Regions from separate parts of the Mus musculus genome. Here region 1 is linked to region 2. A link is a contact called in public promoter capture Hi-C data. All regions are on one chromosome and are shown on one strand. Each heading gives the region's core, a stretch centred on a gene start, on an enhancer-like site or on the middle of the called end of the contact. The rest is flanking DNA. Distances are from core to core; before and after follow the strand shown.

Evidence for each region. Promoter capture Hi-C pulls out the DNA fragments that hold promoters and counts their contacts.
Region 1: a contact with region 2 is called in a promoter capture Hi-C map of liver, with 2.5 times the contacts expected there. The contact joins two enhancer-like sites. A contact is called at or near these places in 3 of 39 promoter capture datasets (the 3T3-L1 cell line, hippocampal neurons and liver), 2 of 115 datasets of contacts at active chromatin or transcription factors (embryonic stem cells and pancreatic cancer cells) and 1 of 9 other capture datasets (liver).

Annotation. Positions count from the first base shown.
Region 1 is chr11:53,909,826-53,912,525 of GRCm38.p6, forward strand. No RefSeq gene overlaps it. Among named protein-coding and RNA genes, the nearest start is that of Slc22a5, 19 kb to the left of the region's middle. Within about 2 kb of position 1,271, at least 19 of the 459 cell types and tissues checked have an H3K27ac peak or open chromatin away from gene starts, as enhancers often do. A contact at or near this core is called in liver, where this site is marked.
Region 2 is chr11:53,460,436-53,463,135 of GRCm38.p6, forward strand. All of the region lies in intron 1 of Shroom1 (shroom family member 1), which reads left to right. Among named protein-coding and RNA genes, the nearest start is that of Shroom1, 4.6 kb to the left of the region's middle. Within about 2 kb of position 1,401, at least 31 of the 459 cell types and tissues checked have an H3K27ac peak or open chromatin away from gene starts, as enhancers often do. A contact at or near this core is called in liver, where this site is marked.

The sequences.
Region 1 (2,700 bases), core at 21-2,520, 450 kb after region 2:
CCTGGAACTCATTTTGTAGACCAGGCTGGCCTCGAACTCAGAAATCCGCCTGCCTCTGCCTCCCAAGTGCTGGGATTAAAGGTATGCGCCACCACGCCCAGCTGGTTCACCTAATTAACACGCCCAATTAAAATTAAACACCTTGAAGGGCAGTGGTGGCACATACTTTTAATCCCAGCACTTGGGAGGCAGAGGCAGACAGATTTCTGAGTTTGAGGCCAGCCTGGTCTACAGAGTGAGTTCTAGGACAGACAGGGCTACACAGAGAAACCCTGTCTAAAAAAGAAAACCAATAAATAAATAAATAAATAAATAAATAAATAAATAAATAAATAAATAAATGAATAAATAAAATTAAACACCTCATTCTAACATTGGTTTTCCCCTGTTATGTTGTCTTTATAAACCACCATTAGCCTGTGGGCCACATCTGCCTCCTCTTTATCCAGAGGCAGTCTTTTGTCCTCCAGGGAAAATATCCCTTCCCTGTCTGTGTTCCTTTCCCTCGTTCCTTGTCCTCGGTCTTTGGTCTTTGTCCCTTATCCTTGCCCTCTTGGATAAATACATCTCTTTTAGTGCTAAGAACTTGGTCTTGGGGAGTTTTGAGCCAACTTCAAGGTCTCTACATCCAACTTAATACTACAGTCACCTAAGAAACTGTGAGTCCTAGTCAGACTTCTTGGTATCAGGCTCTCGTACTTTGGAAAAGAGTTTACATCAGAGTGAGTACTGATGGCCTTACATCCCGATCCCCAACCCCTTCCATCTGTGAATCAGAGACCCTGCCATGCTGTCTTTGATGCCGGGGCCTGAGCTCTCCTCTGAGCCCCCACCGCACTGTCTGCCCACAGCATCAGTAACTCTTCTAATAAACTCACTACTCCCCTGTAATCCATCTCAGTGTCCCTCGTGAACTCCTACCCCCAAACCCAACAATGAGGAGGTGTGGAGAGCAGCGAGGGGGTGGAGGACGGAACTGGGAAAGCCAGAGCTGCATGGCTGGCTGGTGGACAAGTGGGGTGTAGATCACTGTGAGGGTTTTTTGTTTGTTTGTTTGTTTCATTTGTTTGGTTTTGTTTTGTTTCCAGATAGGCCTCTCTGTGTAGACGGATGTCCTGGAACTTTGCTCTGTAGACCAGACTGGTCTCAAAGTCACAGAGATCCACCTGCCTCTGCCTCCCGGGTGCTGGGATGAAAGGCATGTGCCACCACTGCCTGGTGCCCTGACAGTTGCCTAGGAAACTTTCAGAGCCTAGGGATGGAGCAATCTAGGCTCAAGTTTCACAAGATCAGGGTTTAGACTTTTCCCGTGCCAACCAGACATAGGCACTGGGTAATAGTTCATATCTTTAGGGTTTTTTTTTTTGTTTGTTTGTTTTTTACTTTTTACAATCTGCTTAGCAGTCTGTTAAATATCAGCTCGGTGATAAGGTATTTCACCCCAGCGGAACCAGCTTGGTTGGGTCTAAACTAGAGGAGAGGTGAATGCTGTAATGGGAAGTGTGAAACACTCATAGGATGACTTTGACCTGGGCTCAGCCTCCTAAAACTCCGAGATAGTGGTGGGGAGGAGACACAAGGCTGAGCAAGCATCCTGAGCCGCCCCAGGGCCAGAGCTTTGCATTCTTCAAGTTCTGTGCATTTGTTTCCTAAGGCCTACTTGGAAGTGTAGCTCACTGGCTAGGAAGCATTTGTCAGAGGCTAGGTTTATCCAAGCACAATGAAAATAAGAAAAACAATGACCAAGACCTGGTACTGTGGTAGACAATAAAGGTATTTATTTTAAAGCCTTATTATGGTTAACAATGTAATATATTTGTGGGAGTATTTGTAAAGCGTGAGAAAACCATAGAAAAGAAACAGGAATTCTCTGTAATTCTACCATCCAAACATGTACCAATACCAGACAATTAATATTTTCTTCCAGCTTTTTCCCCTCAAAATCTTTTAACAGTTTCTTCATTCACCCACCATTTATTAATAATTAATTTGCCTACTGGCTATTTTTTTTTTGAAATAGGGTCTCATGTAGCTCAGGCTGGCCTCAAATTTTCTATGTAGTTGAGGCTATAGCATAAGAGGGTATTTAATAACCATCTCATTGGTATTCTATAATTGAGATGCTGCATAGTCTATGTGTATGTGTTAGATGGAAAAATGGTATCAAATTATTCCCTTAATTAGTACTCAGTTTATATTAGTACTCAGTTTATAAAAAGTAAAATGTTTTGTTGGTGTGTGTAGTGTGCATGGGTGTGCATCTGTGTATGTGTGTTTGTATTTATGAGTGAAGGCATACACACACCATGGTGCATGCTAGAGGTCAGACATGGTTACCTCAAAACTCTTTGGAGAGTACAGGTGACATCTTCTATAAAGGTAGGTTCATTATCTATAGATTTGCTGAGAAAAACCTCACAACAGATTGTGCCTTCAAGGGAAGGAATGTAAAATCCCTTGTGCAGAAGGCTGCAGTAGACATGTTTTCTGGCCTGGAGACCTTTGCTCAATCAGTGTGGCTGGAGACTTTCCCAGCACCCAGGTTTCCCCAGACCTAGCTTGTACACTGGTTTTTCTCAGTCTGTAGAACCTCATCTGTGTTTAGCTCATTTTGTTCCTCGGAGAGATCTAGGTGTGCTTTGCTGTGCCCTTTGGATTGAGTTAGTTAAAAGACTATTGAAGAAGCCTCCCCTCCCCCTG
Region 2 (2,700 bases), core at 151-2,650:
CATCACCTCTACTTTTCTGGCATGCCAACGTGGCCAGGCACGAATGACATATGCCAGCCCATGATCTGGGTTTACAAAGATTAGGAAGAGAGGAGTTGGAGAGCTGGCTGAGTTAGTAAGTCACCTGCTGTATGAACATGCAGACCTAACCTTGACTCCCCTGCACCCAAGTGAAGAGTAGGGTGCTGTTGCTGGGTAGGGGGGAGGAGAAGAGACAGGGGAATTCTTGAAACTCATTGGCCAGTTAGCCTAGCTAAATGATGTTCAGTAAAAGAGCCTGTCTCAGCCAGGCAGTGGTGGCACACACCTTTAACGAGGCCAGCCTGGCCTACAGAGTGAGTTCTAGGACAGCCAGGGCAACACAGAGAAACCCTGTTTAGAGAAAGAAAAAAAGACAAAGCAAAACAAAGAGCCTGTTACAAAAAAGTAGGGTAAACCAAGCTTGGTGGTGTATGTCTTTAATCCTGGCACTTGGGAGGTAGAGGAAAGTGGATCTCTGAGTGTTCAAGCCCATCCTGGTTTACTTAAAAAGTTCCAGGACAGTCAAGGCTACATAATTGAGAGACCCTTTCTCAAAAAAAAAAAAAAAAAAAAAGTGAAAAGAGGCAGAGGAAGATATTAGACATCCACCTCTGGCTTCCAATGTACACACCTGTGCATATACCACACACATCCGATAACCTATTTATTTGTTTATTTTTATTGTTTTTTTGAAACAGGACTTCTCTGTGTAGCTCTGGCTGTCCTGGAACTTGCTCTGTAGACCAGGCTGGGCTCTAATTTAGAAAGATCCGCCTGCCTCTGCTTCCCACGTGCTGGAAGTAAAGGTGTGTGCCGCTACTGCCTAGCCAAAAAAAAAAAAAGTTTCTAAAGAAAAGAAAACGTAGGAAGAGAGAGAAAGCGAGCGCACTGGTGTCTAAGCAGCCAGGGTAGGCCTTTTAGAGGAGTTGCCTATTTTCTTAGAGGCTGTCACTCAGTTGGTAGCTTCTTACCCTCCTGTGGCCTTTGTGAAAAGATCACCAGCCCTGAGTGTAAAGACTAACCAACAGGGCTGGCCTTGTTGTACATGAAGAGTCAGTCACCCAGTGTGGTCACATCAAGAGTCTGGCCCTAGGTCTAGTGGAGGCTCACTTGCCTCTCCACTTTAGGAAGGCTTTATGCTCCTGGCCCCACTCCCAGCAATGTGTTGACTACTGCATCCCAGAGAGATTTGCCCACCTGTATTCCAAAGTGTCTGGGAAGCTCAAATGAGCCTGCTTTGGGACCACACCCCCAGTGTGTGCCACCCTATTCTCTGCACCCTAACCAAGCAGGTCAAGGAAGACAACCTTCCAACATAGGTCACTGGGAGTCACAGATCCTCAAACCTCAGAGCTGCTCTCAGCCAATCCCAGCGCAGCCACACAGGCCTTCCCCCTTGCTCTGCCTCCTGGCACTGGGGAGAGATCAATTTCCAGCCAGTCCTGCTTGCCTGCAGGCTCTGTTTCTTCCTGATAACGCATGAGTAACCTGGTTAAACCCGTGGTGGCCAGGGCCTCCTCAGCCATTCTGTTGCTTTCCCCAGAAAAGACTAATAGGGAGGGGAGAAGGGGGCGGGGAAGACAGTAAACCTCCTCTTTTCTACCAAGGCCACCCCTCTACCAACTCCCCATGCCTCCGTCTGTCCCCTTGCCAGTCACCAACTATTTATTTAACATTGACTACATGCCAGGGCTGGTGCCAGGCACTGAGTGACATATAAAGGCAGGGCCTGTCCCCAGGACACTCAGGGGGTGGGAATGGGAGGAGGAAATAAAAAACAATGGCAGAGTAGGGGTGATGAGTGACCCCCCCCCCCAAAGAACCCCATGACCTCCAAGCTGAGTCCTGTGGGTGTAGCATGAGAGAGGTGGGTGTCTGATGAAGCTCCCTAGACAGAAGACATAGTTGCGGGCCCACCCAATGTATTATTATGGAATTTATGGCACTTGAAGTTGACTTATTTCACACTTTGACTGTGGGTTTTCTTGGAGAAAGAGGGACCATGGCAAGGGCTTTGGCCAGGGTTTGCCTCTAGGAAATTAATTTTGGCTGCAGTGAACTTGGAGACATGCCTCGATTCTAGGCAGGGCTCTGCCACTTACGACCTGTGTGTGTCTCTGGGCCGGGTCACTTCCTCCTCAGAACCGCGGGGTTCTCATCTGAAAAAAAAAAAAAAGGCACCTAGGGGGTTGAGGACTAAGATGAGTATTTATGCTACACACCTGGACCATAAAGGGCACAGAATGGGGGTGGACAAATTGAGAAGCTGTCGCTGCTCCTGCCTTGCCTCTGGCATTCCTTTTCTGGGCTCCTCTGTGATCTCAATGTTCTTGATCATTGTTTATCAGGAAAAGATCAAACATAGACGCTAACAGAATGGCCAGGAAGCAGCCTGGGTGGGACTGGAGTTTGAGCATGTGCCTGGTCTCAGCACGGCAGGAGTGTCCGAGCAGAGGTACCACTAGGGAAGCCCTGGCAAGGGAGTGGATCTACTACGTCAGAACTAAGGTTCCTAACTAACGCCCAGACTTGCGCGCATCCTATTGCCCAGACCGTGTCAACCTCAAGAGTTTCTCTACCATTCTGATGAGAAAGAAGATGCCAGAGCTAGGAACCCTGTGACCGGGGAGGGCACGTGTAAGCCCCCAGTTCTCCTCGGCAAAGGAGCCAGCAGGTTGT